Regions from separate parts of the Sus scrofa genome. Here region 2 is linked to region 1. A link is a contact called in public HiChIP or PLAC-seq data. All regions are on one chromosome and are shown on one strand. The core of a region is the stretch at or near the end of the contact, and the rest is flanking DNA. Distances in the headings are between cores, read along the strand shown.

Region 1 (7,065 bases), core at 3,070-5,569:
CACTAATGTTTAATGAGTAATGTCACAAAAAAATTTTTTTTTAATTTTTTACTGCCAAATTACTATCTGGATGGAATATTACAAACCTAAAATTCATTTCTTTATACTTTATTCAAATAGTGTAAAAACACTCTAGTTGCCAGATGACACTGGGTTGTCAGCACAGTGGTCCTTTTCAAAAGCAAAAAAAAAAAATACATTTCCAGAACAGAAAGAAAAAAGGAAAAGAAAAACACCTATGCACCTTTCATCATTCAATGGAGGATTAAAAAACTAAAGACCTCTTTGTAATCTTTATTCCAAGGCTACAAAGCTGCTCACACTAAACAAATTGAATCTTATAGTTCCAAAGGGTATGGCCAGGATTGGCGAATGGATGTGACTAACTCAAGCTCTTCCACTGATATCCTCCTAAAGATGAACTTCACAGGTTGGACAGAACAGTCCTCAGACCATTCAGTCATTCAACACACATTTACTAAGTGCCATCGCATTGCAAGCAGTGATGAAGAAAGACAGGACACAGCCCCTACTCTCAAAGAACTTGGAGGCTAGCTGGGTAGAGAAGCAAACTTGCAATCACTATACAATACAAGTGCTAGGGGTACACACAAAGACAACGCCCGGGTACCCAAGAAGCTCTCCGTGTCAGTTACTGCTGTTGCTATACTTCACCGTTATTAAAGAACTAGGAAGTACATTTCTAGAACAGGACAGGAGCCATTTTAAAGAGTGGCAACGGCTTGTGTGAGGCCCAGAGGCAAAGGAGCAATAAGGTGCACAGAAGGAACTGCAAGCAGTTCAGTGCCACTGAGTACAGAGAGCTCAGGAAGGAGCAGAGGCGATGATCTGGGCCAAAGGCCTGTGTGCTTGGCAAAAGCGTTTGAACTTTATCTTGAAAGCCAGGTAAGCCATGGGGAAGGAGACATATGGTCGTACAATGAGAACTGCATTACTCAAGGATCAACTTGGAAGACAAAAGACAGTCAAGAAGAATGATCTGAAAGTGACTGAAGGTCATACAGGCTAAGGGTGATGAAGTGTGAACTCAGAAGAGAGAAGTGCAGGTGAGCAAGGATCTCAAGAACATGGTGACCTGGAGTTCCCACCATGGCTCATGGAAACGAATCCAACTAGGAACCACGAGGTTGCAGGTTCAATCCCTGGCCTTGCTCAGTGGGTTGAGGATCCGGCGTTGCCGTGAGCTGTGGTGTAGGTGGCAGACAAGCTCGGATCCCGCACTGCTGTGGCTGTGGCGTAGGCCGGCACCTACAGCTCTGATTGGACCCCTAGCCTGGGAACCTCCATATGCCGTAGGTGCAGCCCTAGAAAAGGCCAAAAGATCCAAAAAAAAAAAAAAGGAACCCTGACTTGAGTGAGTGGGTGGGGGATGGGACCACTCACTAGGTCATAAAGATAGAAGAGGTTGGACTAGGGGAAGTAGATGATGGGGTCATTGTGAAATGAACATGGAACATCAAGTGGAATGTTGTACGGGACAGAGATCAGAAGAACATTGAGCGAGAAAAACACATTGCAACCATCAATAAATGGATGTGAGACTATATTGGAGTGAGACACAAAATGATGTCGCCCAGAACTGCATAGGCTAAGAGAAGAGAGGTCAGGTAATTAACAATGAAAGAAAAAAAGTTGCAAAGAAAACTGAGAAAACAGCGGAGATGACAGCAATGACAGAAAGGCAGCACTCACAACATTTGAACTTTACTGTTACCATTTGTACTTTTATGTTATGTGCTTTCATGTATTAATCATATCTCCCACACAGTCCTGTAAGGTAAGTGCATGATTATTATTTTTAATGTCTTTCTTTTATTTTTAACTGGCCACGGCAGGCGCAGCTTCTTGTGGGATCTCAGTTTCCAGACCATGGATTGAACCTGGGCTGCAATGGTGACAAGTAAGTCCTAATCAACAAACCACCAGAGAACTCTTTAAGTGCCATTATTTTAATATTCTACTATTTTCCCCATTCTTTAGATGAGGTAACTGAGGCACAGGGAGGGGCATACAGTAAGTGCATAGCTGAAAATACGAATCTAGGAGTCTCGCTCCAGAGTCTAGGTTCTGTATCACAACCTTTCAGTGCTTTGCAGAAATGAAGACAAGAGGCCAGGAGGGAACAGTCCACAGCATCAGAAACCACAAGGCGGCTCAGAGGATAAGGGCAGGGAAGGGATGACTCTGTTCAGGCACTTACACTGGAACACAGGTAGAAGCTAGAGAAATAATTCACGGACCAAAGGACCAGCGTGCAGTCCAGGGTTTGTGTTCTTAAAAGTGAAGGAGACTTGACTGTGTTTATAAGCCGAGGGCCAAGAGCCAATAGGAATGGAAGAGTGAAAATGGGTTGGGAAAAAGGACAAATGGCAGCCAGAGATCCCTACTAGTGGGGAGAAATAGCTCAGGAGACAAGAGGGGTGACCTAGTGTGAGAAGAAACAAAGACAGGGACAGGATTGGGCCCAGGAAGTCTCTTCCCTGACAGATTCTGTGCTCCATGACCTAAGAAGCAAAGTCATTGGGGGAAGGGTTTTCCTTTGTAAGCAAGGCAGCTGTGTAACTTCTGAAGAAAGCCTCCAACTCTAGGTAGTAAGATGCTTTCAGAATTATAATGTTAATTTATACTCTTTTTTTGGTCTTTTTTTCTTTTTGCCTTTTCTAGGGCCACTCCCTCGGCATATGGAGGTTCCCAGGCTAGGGGTCCAATCAGAACTGTAGGTGCCAGCCTATGCCAGAGCCACAGCAACTCGGGATCTGCAACCTACACCACAGCTCACGGCAACACTGGATCCTTAACTCACTGAGCAAGGCCAGGGACTGAACTCACAACCTCACGGTTCCTAGTCAGATTCGTTAACCACTGCGCCATGACGGGAACTCCAATTTATATTCTTTATTTAATTCTTTTACTCCTGTTTTCACTCTTATCTGGCTACCTCATTAAATTATGATCTAGGCTGCAAATATTTCACAAGATGATTTCTAAGCAAGAAAAGAAAAATCTAGCAAAAACTAACATCACTAGACTGTTCAGAATAAAAATAATTTTTTCCAAAGACTTATTTTTCAATTTCTTCAAGTACTTGAATATATTCTCTGAGCTTCCAGAATTTACTATGGCTACTCTCTTCGTCCTCTGGAGCAAACCAGCCAACAATGCCCAGAACTGCTCTCCTGCTCACGACCTGACTTCTCTCCCCAACTCCAGCCCCTAGCACTGGTGCTCTGCCTCAGCCTGGTCAGCACTCTCTCTGGCCTAACAGAATGGCCCTCCCTCCCACAGTCCAAACAGTTTCCCAGTACTATGAACTCCTTCACTTCAGGACAGGAAGAAAGCAGACGAACTTAGGAACTAGTCTCTGAGGACAAACTAGCAAGAAATTTTATAACACATATTATCTAGAGCAGTCCCAGACCCACTGTAAAAGTCTGATGAAAGCAATGAACTTTCCTCTCCATAAAATGCACACAGGCAAAAACTACATCATTACATCAGACTATCAAAACCAAACTATCCAACACCATTCTTCCATAGAAGGTTTTATCCAAGAAAAGTCTAACTATAATGGAATAATAAAAATCAAATAAATAAATAAATTGCTTGGGAAGAAAAGAAGGCAAAGACAATACAAAAAAAAAAAAAAGGAAAAGAAAAGAAAGAAAGAAAAGTCCCTCTAGCCATCATTAAAGATCTATTTACTCTTTCTGGCAAATAATTTATACACACTTAACTATACTGGTATCCTAATTTACCAAGAAAGAAGGCATTAAAATAGAGAGCTGCTGGAAACTAGAACAAGGCCAGTAATAGCCTGACCACTAAGGTAGGAATCAAGAAAGTAATAACAAAAAGACAAAAGGATATAAAGACGAGCCTGAGAACACGTAATACATGCAATCCCCAACCACACAGGTAATATTTTACAACGGCCAAGCCTCACTGCCTCTTGGCACAGTACATAAGTGATGGGCATAGTGAGGCTCTTCCGTAATTTTGGATATTATTAAAAGATAAATTTTTTTGTTCAGTGCTTCTTAAGGAGGCAGAGAAAGCAGGTAATAACTTTTAGAAAAATGTTTACCTAAATGACAACTTTTTAAAGTCTTACACTAGTTTCAGGAGAGGAAACCATGAAACGAAAGTGCATACAGGCCAGTGGAGAAAAGTAAGAATTAAAAACAAAACAGAAGGGTCGGGAAGCAGGCAGATCATCATGGGTCTCTGTGCCCACGTGGGAAAAGGTTGAACTTTACCTAAAGGCAAGTAGCGAGGGGAATGGAAGCAGAAGGCCAGCCAAGTAGTTAGGCCAGAGGCCGGACTTCCTCAAGGCCTGATATTTCTGGAATAACCCATACAGTCTAGCCCCTCAGAGAGTTTTAATGTTGGAGGGATAACCATGCCAGTTTTCTCAAATATGACATCTGACTGGAATATAAAACATCTCTTTATTCACAAGCAGAGGGGGTGTTAATTCCATATTACTGAGTATCCTTAGTTCCCAAACCCTAGAGACAGATACCTGGCCTAAAATTACATAGTAAGGAAATCCCAAAAGTTCCATCAGTTTCTACAAAGCATGAAGACATAGAGAACTGATGGTATATCTTGACCTTAACTTTTCCAGATAGAATTTACAGATAGCTCAATAAGAAAACATTACCTTCTTAAAGCTTTCATTTTTATGTAAATCTAAAGGTGCCAATAACAAAAATCTATGTATTAGAGACAATCAGTTTAACAATAAGGTCTTATACAGCACAGGGAACTACATTCAATATCTTGTAATAAACTATAAGAAAAAAATGTGAAAAAGTGATTCAGTGTATATCACTTTGCTGTACAATAGACACTAACATTGTAAATCAACATATTCAATTAAAAAATAAAAAATACTTTTTTTTTAGGATACACTCGCAGATATGGTGCATAGGGTGCACATGTGGTGTCGGAGGGGTCGATCAGAGCTACAACTGCCGGCCTATACCACAGCCAAGCATGCAGATCCAAACAGTCTTAACCTACACCAACTCAGGCAACACGATCCTTAACCACTAAGCCAAGGATTGCACCTGCATCGTCATGGATACTAGTCAGATTCATTTCTGCTGCACCATGAGAACTACCAAAATAAAAAATACTTAAAAAAGACAAATGTTGAGAAACTAAAGAAAAACCTATTCTTAAATATGCGACAATTGCCACAATTCATTCCATTAGCTGTGAAGTCTGCTACCCAGATATGAATCTGTGGGGCTGACAAGGCTAATGGATGTTGTTATGGGCTGAACTGTGGACTCCCAACCCCTAGTACCTCAGAATGTGACCTTAGTTGGAGAAAGTGTCTTTACAGAGGTAATCAGGCTAAAATGAGATCATCAGGATGGGCCCTGATCCAGTATGACTACTGTCCTTTTTATTTGTTTTTATTTATTTTGTTGTGGCTGCACCCATGGCATATGGGAGTTCCTGGGTCAAGAACTGAATCTGAGCCACAGCTGTAGCAATGCCAGATCCTCTAACCCATGTGCTGGGCTGGGAATCAAACCTGTGCCTCTGCAGGGATCAGAGTGCTGCATTCAGATTCTTAAGCCACTGTGGGCACTCCTATTGTCCTTCTGAAAAAGGAGAAATTAAAAAAAAAAAAAAAAAAAGTCATATACACAGGGGGAACTCTATGTTATGCTGCCACAAGCCAGGGACTAGCAGATACTAGAAGAATGGTTAGAGATCCTGCCCCATACCTTCAGATGAAGAATGCCCCTGCCCTCAGACTTTTAGCCTCCTGCACCGGGAGAAAATACATTTCTGTTGTTTAAGCCACTTAGTTTGTGGCACTTTGTTATGGCAGCCCTAGCAAACAGATGTCAGGAAGAAAATTAGCAGCTCGTGTTTACTGAGCCCATACCAAGTATTATTCTAAGCATTTCCCATCAACAAACTCATTTAGTCTTTAGAAAATCCACCCTAGGATCTAGGTACTAGAATTACACCCGTTTTACAGATGAGGACACCAAGTCTCTAAGGGGTCAAGAAATTTGCCCAGCATCAGCCGAGCCCTCACTATTATCACCAGCTATCAGGAACTGCTATCTGTAGTAATTATTTTAATACCAGTAGTAGTTCACTAAGCCAGACACCATGTCCTTTGCAGATATAATACCCACAACAATCCTATTATTGCTGTGGATATGTAAATGCTAATTTTATTTCCAGGACAAAGGAGGACTCTGGGAGTTCCAATTTTGGCGCAGCGGAAATGAATCCAAACTGACTAAGAACCATGAGGTTGCGAGTTCGATCCCTGTGCTTAAGGATCCCAGTGGGTTAAGGATCCGCGTTGCTGTGGCTCTGGCATAGGCCAGCAGCTGTAGCTCCGATTAGACCCCTAGCTTGGGAACCTCCATACGCTGGGGTGCGGCCCTAAAAAGACAAAAAGACAAAAAAACCCACAAAAAACAAAAAACAAAGGTGGACTCTGAATCTCAAAGAGATTTTCTTAAAATTTCTTAAAATTGACCCAAATCACACAACCAAAGATGTGACAGTGTATCTAATTGCCAACTTGAGGGAATAAACAATGAAAATCTTTTTTTACTAGCATTTTAAGAGCAAGTGAAATTTTTTAATGCCTGACCTTGCAATTCAATACTAGAAATATACATCTACAAACTCAAAATTCCTCAACATCCTAGGAGAATATGTGCCCTAGATTACATTATAGTGCCCTTTGTATGTGCATTCCTTCAAGCACTTCAGTTCGCTCCTGTGGCCCTTGAATTCTTACTCCAGACATAGAAGAAAAGAAGAAGACGAAGGTTTTTTTAATTTGTATTAATCTTTATTTGATACAAACACAGAGGTAAAAAAATAAAAAAATTCCTTCCACTCGTTCTTCTGCCATCCTAGACTTAACGATAATCAATGTCACCATTTTCTTGTTATTCTTCTACATTTTTGGTTTTTTTGTCTTTTCTTTAGGGCCACACATGCATATGGAGGTTACAGCTAGGGGCGAATCGAGCTGTAGCCGCTGGCACTACG
Region 2 (7,047 bases), core at 3,190-5,689, 190 kb before region 1:
TCCTCAACCCACTGAGCAAGGCCAGGGATTGAACCTGCGTCCTCATGGATGCTAGTCAGATTTGTTAACCACTGAGCCATGATGGGAACTCCTCAACATTTTCATTTGTAATTTGGCAAGGTGTGTGCATTAAGAAAATATGCGTGCCTTTGGACCCACTAGCAATTCCACTTCTAGGATACACTTAAGAGTATGTGTGAAATGATGTACCTACAAGGTTATTCAAGGTTACTCATACACAGCATTGTCTGGGAGAGCAGGAGACTGGGACAACCTCAGTTAACTACCCACAGGGGACTAGATACATTTTGGCACATCTGCTACGATGGGAAACCACACAGCCCTCCGCAGGGTCAACCAGCTGAGGGAGCTGTTACCTGGGATGGAAAGTGCAAAGCACGTGGGTGTTGTTACCATATGGATTATAGGTGGTTTTTTTCTCTTTCCTCTCTGTACTCACACACACGTTTGCATGTGTGGCCTCTCTGGAAGGGGACCCAAGACACTCACACTGGTCATGCCTCTGGAGTGGGCACCTGGGCGGCTGGCTGGCGAGTGACCAGCACCCTGGACCCGTGTTGGCTGTTGGGAAATGATGAAATCATGGTCGCCACCTGGGCTGCCTCCCACCCACGGTCCCCAGCTCCCCTCCTCACCTTCCCCCCGCTCCTCTCTTGCAGATCGAAACCCACAAGCTGACCTTCCGCGAGAACGCCAAAGCCAAGACGGACCACGGGGCGGAGATTGTGTACAAGTCGCCCGTGGTGTCAGGGGACACGTCCCCCAGGCATCTCAGCAATGTCTCCTCTACCGGCAGCATCGACATGGTGGACTCCCCGCAGCTCGCCACGCTCGCCGACGAGGTGTCCGCCTCCCTGGCCAAGCAGGGTTTGTGATCAGGGCCCCGGGGCGGTCAGTAATCGTAGAGAGAGGAGAGTGAGAGTGTGGAAAAAAAAAAAGAATAATGATCTGGCCCTTCGCCCTCTGCCCTCCCCCAGCTGCTCCTCACAGATCGGTTAATCGGTTAATCACTTAACCTGCATTGTCACTCAGCTCTGGCTTGGGACTTCCAAATCAGTGACGGGAATAAGAGCGGATTTCATCTTTCCAAATTGATGGGTGGGCCAGTCATAATAAAATATTTTTAAAAACATTTAAAAAGATGGCCACACCCAGAATTTCCCTGGGCAATTACTTTTTGATTTTTTTTACCCCCCTCTGAGTGGAAGAGGGAGGGGGAGAGGCTCTGAAAGCTGCTTCTGGGGACTCATGAGGGCCTAGGGACACCTCTCCTGGGGCCCGTCCTGGGTGGGGGGTTTCAGAGGTGGCAAGGGACTGGAAACTTGGTGCACTGGTGGAGCACAGGCACAGGGCGACCTTTGGAGCAGGATGGGGTGGGGGCTTGCAGGGCCGGGAGAGGCTGCGGAGGGGACTGTGCCAGGGGGAGGGTGTGAGAGGAAGGGCACAGGGGAGGAGGTGGCTTGGTGTCTGCCATGGTGGGCGTGCCACCCTCTGGAGGGCAGCCTGGAGGTGGAGGGCTCTGAGCCCCGCCCCCACGCCTTTGAAGGGACAGTGGGCCGGAGGGTGGCATCCTGTGAATGACTTCCTCCAAGACCACTGGCTCCATGTCCCCAGTGGTGGCCTCTTCCTCCCTCCCTGCAGGATGGGGGTCCTGAGCTGAGGGGCTCCCTCCGCCCCAGGAAGCCCTGTTTTATTGAGTTCTGAAGGTTGGAACCACAGCCACGATTCTGGCCACCTCACAGATCTGGGACCTTAGGGCTAACCAGTTCTCTTTGTAAGGACTTGTGCCTCTTGGGGGACGTCCGCCTGTTCCCAGGCTTGGGCCTGTGGCATCTCTGGAGTGTGCGGGGTCTGGGAGGGGGGTCCTGAGCCTCTCACCCCTCCCACGCCCACTGCAGCAGCCACCTGTCTGCCCTGCCTGTGTGTCTGCTGTGCGGAGCCCAGTCACTGCCTGTTCCCCTCATTATGTCACTGTCCCGAGTTCCCAGCCTCCCCCCCCACTTCAGTAATGGACGTGGTTAGATGGGGAGGCATCTCCGCATCGAGGGGGAAAGTCAAGGAGGGCGAGGTTTGGACACTGGGTGGGGGCCCTCAGTCTTCTGTTCGAAGCATCCCGCTGGCACGTCCCTCACAGTGACCCTTGATGACCTTACTCGGTTCCCTGCCCCCACCCCAGACGTGAGCCAGGGTGGGGTTCGCAATGACTCGTTGACTTGGTGAGCCTTTCCTCCCAGAAGCCTGGCCCCCCTCCCGTGCTGAGCTAGCAGCGGGTCGGCTGCCCTGGATGCCAGAGATGGCGCTGGGACAGGTAGGCAAGGCCCTCAGGGCCAGGCCGGGCTTCCTCCATCCCCACTTCTGCCTCAGCTTGTGACTGCCAGCCTCTGAGAGCCCGGCCGCTGCTCTACCCCCCATGTATATAGTCAGCCCTCCACACCCCAAAAAGGGAAACGTGCCCCCTCGGAAATGGTTCTTTCCCATCCCAGCTGGAAGTGATGCTGTCTGTCCTGCTGGAGCAGCTGAACATTCACATAGATGTCACCCCTCCCTCCCGGTCTGCACCCTGTCGCGTCGTAGTCGGATTTGTCTGTCTGTGCTTGGATTCACCAGAGTGACTATGGTAGTGAAAAGGGGAAAAAAAAAAAAAAAAAAAAAGGACGCATGTATCTTGAAATGCTTGTAAAGAGGTTTCTAACCCACCCTCAAGGGAGTTCTAGATGTCTCTCCCCCTCCAGCTGGGACTCGGATCCAGAAGGCCAGTGTGGCTCTGCCCTGCATCGAAAGACTTTTTGTCAGCCTCTGGGACCCAACAGTCCAGAGTCTGACGAGTAAGAACCCTCGGCTGCGAAGGCCCGAAGCACAGGACAAGGACGGACGCTCTGCTGCCTCCTCCCCACCCCCAGGGCTCCCCTTCATCAGGCAGAGGGCAGTTTGCAGCATGAAGATGCCTCTCTGATCACAGCCTGGAGGCCCCCAGCAGCCAGGAGAGGGTCTTAGAACTCCCCGTGTCACGAGTGCCACCTCAGCCTGGGGTCCCGCTCCAAGCTCTCCCTCAGGAAGGATGGCCAGGCCTCCTCACCCAGGGCCCTGCGGCCACAGCGGGGGTTGGGATGGACTGCCTGCCCTGGACTCATCTCAGTGGCCTGAGCTGCCTGAGCGAGGAAGGGTGATGAGTCCGGAGACACCGTTTCCAAAGCCTTGGCCAGAGCTCCTGCTGACCTTGCACCAGACTCATCTCCTCCCAGGGGGACGGGAAGCAGCCTCTGGCAGTTTAGAAATTCGCTGTTTAAAGAAAATCAGCAACCTCGGGCAGTTCTGCTGCTTCTGGTTCGGGTACAGTTAAAGGCAGCCCTATGGGGCTGGATGGTTCATTTGCAGCCATAACTCTCTATGCAAGGGATCATCTGGGCCCAGAATATCCCACAGGCTTTCCTCTGTCCTGAGTCCCAGCTGGTCTTGGAAGGGTTCTGAGGAAGCAGAAGGAAATGTAGTGCAAAGACTTGGTAGCTGTTAGCCATCCAGCCTCACTACTGCTGCCGATTCTGGCTGCATTTCTTCTTGCACCTCTTCCTGCGGCTTCTATGCCCTGCCTTGTGGTACCTTGTTTCCGGGACCTTCCTCAGAGGGCTGGTGGATGGGCTGCTGGTCATCAGTCTAAACATCAGGGTTTAGGGTGATCAGTTCGAAGCTGGCAGGGAGTTGGCAAAGGGATGCTGGCTTGTAACCTTAAATAATGAGGACAATCCCCCAGGGCCAGGCACTCCCCACCCCCATTTCCTCCAGTGTCCCTTGGGTGGGGTACATAGGATATGCTGTACGCCTGGTTCCTTCAAGCTCTCCACATACTTTATCAATAGTTCCATTTAAATTGACTTCAGTGGTGAGACTGTATCCTGTTTGCTTGTTGTGCTCTGGGGGGAGGGGGGTGGAACCTGTAAGATAGTTACCGCTGGGCACAGGGGAGTGCAGCAGTTCAAGGCCTAGTAACCCTTTGCTTCATGATTTCATGCTAGGGGTCCTTGGGATTTCGCCTTTTCGCTGATAGGTGCCATACGCTGCCAGCTAGTTCCCGTCTCCCTGCCGGCCAGGTGCAGGCAGTGAGGCTGGTGGAGGAATCTGGAGATTCGGTCGCTCTGGCCTGCTGCCCTTTCTTTGGCAGAGTCCCAAGCACTCAACCGTGCCTCCCAAAGATGCCGGCATCCGGTCCTGAGCTATTGGCCTCTCCATGTCACCTTTCTCACCAGCTCTGGACAGCAGCCTGTCCTTCTTGTAGCTGCTGAGATCTCTTCCCCCTTTTATCTTTGTTCCCTAAGGAAAGCAGAGGTGGGGATGAGGGCAGAGAGGGGAGGACATCAGCTTGTCCCATCTACAGCTCTGTGGCTCCAAGAGACTTCTGCTTTCTCTTTAGCTTTGAAAAGGGTTATTACCCTGGGCACGGACTGAGTCTCACCTCCCAACGGACTTAGCCCTGTGAATTTGCAGTGTTGGGCAGGACAATTTCTGGCACTTGCAAGTCCCATGATTTCTTTGGTAATACTGAGGGTGGGGGGAGGGACATGAAACCATCTTAGCTTAGCTTCCTGTCTGTGAATGTCCATATGGTGTGCTGTGTGTTTTAACAAATGATTTACACTTACTGTTACTGTAAAAGTGAATTTGGAAATAAAGTTATTACTCTGATTAAATAAGATCTCTGTGCATGGATTCAAAGGATCAGAAAATGCTATAGGATGTATGATTTGCAAGTCCTCTCCCAGCCTTCTTGGAAATCATAATATTGTTAAAACCTGGACACGGGGACTTACCAGCTGGCTCCGGGGACCTGAAAGTGAAAGGGCTCTCAGACTTGTTCATTTTCAGTTGAGTCTCCCATTCTGCTGCTGGCAAACCACCCTGGTCAGACTCAAACGGCAATATTCTTGTGGCTGTGTTCACAAGGCTGCAGTCAGTCTGGAAAACCCAGACCCCTGTATTCAAACCCGAGAAGGCTGGTGTGGCTCTGTGAGATCTCTTTATCCCTGGAAATTAGCCTACAGGCCTGGGGCTCAAGCAGAACACGGCCAATCAGCTGAATGAATGGCTTAGATTACAGAGCTGCTTTCCTCTCTCCTTTGAGCCTTACTGCAGATTGCACAGTGTCTGCTAGATCAAGGCAGGGAAACCAGGTAGCCCCTGTGATGCTACAAATAAAAAAGCCATATTAATTATTGTTCCTTAGTAATTAGGTCAAGGTTGTAACACTGAGTCCTTTGATTTTTTATGAACAGTTTCAAAATGTTACTTTTCTCAGCTCTTCCTCATGTCCTTCAGGCACTGCAGGCAGAAATGAAAGTAGAACAGATCCTAACTGCAATTTCAGAAGCAGCAACAGGGCAGCCAAACAGAAATGTTACCTCACAACTCATAGCTTTCATGGCCAGGATGGGCAGCCTCACTGGCTGCTTCACTTCCACTGCCATGAAAAGGAAAAAAGGAAGTAAAGAGAGAACCAGACCTGCTCACTTACTCATCTTGTGCAAAGAAAATCAAGCACTTAGCCTCCGCAGGAGAAAGATGCTGAGAACCAGCTCAGGCTCCATGCAAAATATATACATCCTCATTGACCTCAACCCCAGAAGAGGTCAATGGTGGAAAGTGAGATCTCCATTAAAGAACAATATAGAATAGATAAAAATGTTACAGTGCTAGCCTCACTAGAGCAAGTGAGATTAAGAGCAATGGATCAATTACTTTCATCCAACAAAAAGGAAAACAGATGATTTACAAAGACCCCCCCCTTCCTCCTGGCATCCCTTACCTAACCCCCAGCCCCCGCCACGAAAACCACATCCTCCCTCTGGTGACCACGAGAAGACCCTGCCAGATGCCCAGAAGAAAGAATGGAGACAGGCTCTGAGCAGGTGCCCAGAAGATAGAATGGACAGGTGCTAAGGTTCAGAGCAAGTCAGAGGACCTAGAGAACTGTTTCAGCAGGGCTGGCTCCTCAGCCACCCCCATTACATGTCCAGCGTCAAGAAAGGCCTGGTATACCACATTCTGTAACTTTTTTTTTATTATTTTTTTCAATTTTTCCTTACTTTTTTTTAAGCACTAGTCTGTGCTTTGCGAACAGAATCAAGACATTAACAAAGATCAGCTTCTCTGAAGAAAAGCATTTCTATAGAACAAAGACAGCTACATGTTCCGCTGCCAATACACAGCTCAAAGCAGGAAAAGAAAATATTTACAAAATACAAGGGTTTTTTTTTTCCATTTTTGTTTTTTTGTTTTTTTTTGGTTTTTTTTTTACAATGCTAAAAGGGTTATTCAGAATTTTCAACCTTATAAATAGAAGAAGCACTTTATGCATAGGGATATGGTGCATTATTGTTTTTTAAAGAAACAATGACAAACCTTTAACTTGCAAACAGAATCAAAAAAAAAAAAAAATCACTAATGTTGAAAATTGTGAAAAAACCCCGACCATTAAGCAGTTTGTCTACTATTTTTATACGATTACAAAATGGAAAAAAAAAAAAAAAAGTCCTTCTTGCCCCCCTTTTTGGTGATGTGATCATTCATGAGACAGGCACAAGGTTAACCTGGGGGGGTGGGGGGTGGGGAGTGATGGGAACCACAGTAGGACCAGACAGTGTTCCACAGGCAAAGGAGCTCGAAAGAAGAAGGGCCTGATTGACTCTGACAGGGAACTGGATGGGGAGGAAATACGACCAAATGACTCGGTCAGAGAAAACAGAATTGTACAGGGGAGACGGCTGCTCATGTCCCAGACCCCCAGCATCTGCAGAGGTGTGGGAAGAGAGGTTAAACAGTCCTAACCCTACCTCCAGAGACCAGATGGGGAAGGACTGGCGTGTATGGGTGGGTGTGCAGAGTGAGGGAGCAGACGAGAGGGCACCAAGGGGCAGGACTGAGAACCTGAGTGGCCGCAGCCAGGTTACTGCAGGTAAGGAGTCAAAACAGGGATGACCAAATGCAGAGGAAACCCAGTAGGTCTCCAAGATCTGGGTGACAAGGGGAAGCCATTCT

Evidence for each region. HiChIP or PLAC-seq counts read pairs in DNA pulled down with a chosen protein or histone mark.
Region 2: a contact with region 1 is called in an H3K27ac HiChIP or PLAC-seq map of alveolar macrophages. The contact joins two enhancer-like sites. A contact is called at or near these places in 2 of 5 promoter capture datasets (fetal liver and liver), 19 of 47 Hi-C or Micro-C datasets (alveolar macrophages, blood, embryonic fibroblasts and 8 more) and 2 of 2 datasets of contacts at active chromatin or transcription factors (alveolar macrophages and skeletal muscle).

Annotation. Positions count from the first base shown.
Region 1 is chr12:16,906,510-16,913,574 of Sscrofa11.1, reverse strand. The region is part of intron 2 of KANSL1 (KAT8 regulatory NSL complex subunit 1); the gene reads right to left. Among named protein-coding and RNA genes, the nearest start is that of KANSL1, 8.4 kb to the right of the region's middle. Within about 2 kb of position 4,319, at least 8 of the 83 cell types and tissues checked have an H3K27ac peak or open chromatin away from gene starts, as enhancers often do. A contact at or near this core is called in alveolar macrophages, liver and subcutaneous adipose tissue, where this site is marked.
Region 2 is chr12:17,095,918-17,102,964 of Sscrofa11.1, reverse strand. It overlaps MAPT (microtubule-associated protein tau), which reads left to right. Exons shown (of 11, transcript XM_021066819.1): 11 at 681-4,706. The coding sequence ends at 896. KANSL1 (KAT8 regulatory NSL complex subunit 1) reads right to left here. Exons shown (of 15, transcript XM_013989925.2): 15 at 6,053-7,047. Among named protein-coding and RNA genes, the nearest start is that of MAPT, 110 kb to the left of the region's middle. Within about 2 kb of position 4,439, at least 12 of the 83 cell types and tissues checked have an H3K27ac peak or open chromatin away from gene starts, as enhancers often do. A contact at or near this core is called in alveolar macrophages, liver and subcutaneous adipose tissue, where this site is marked.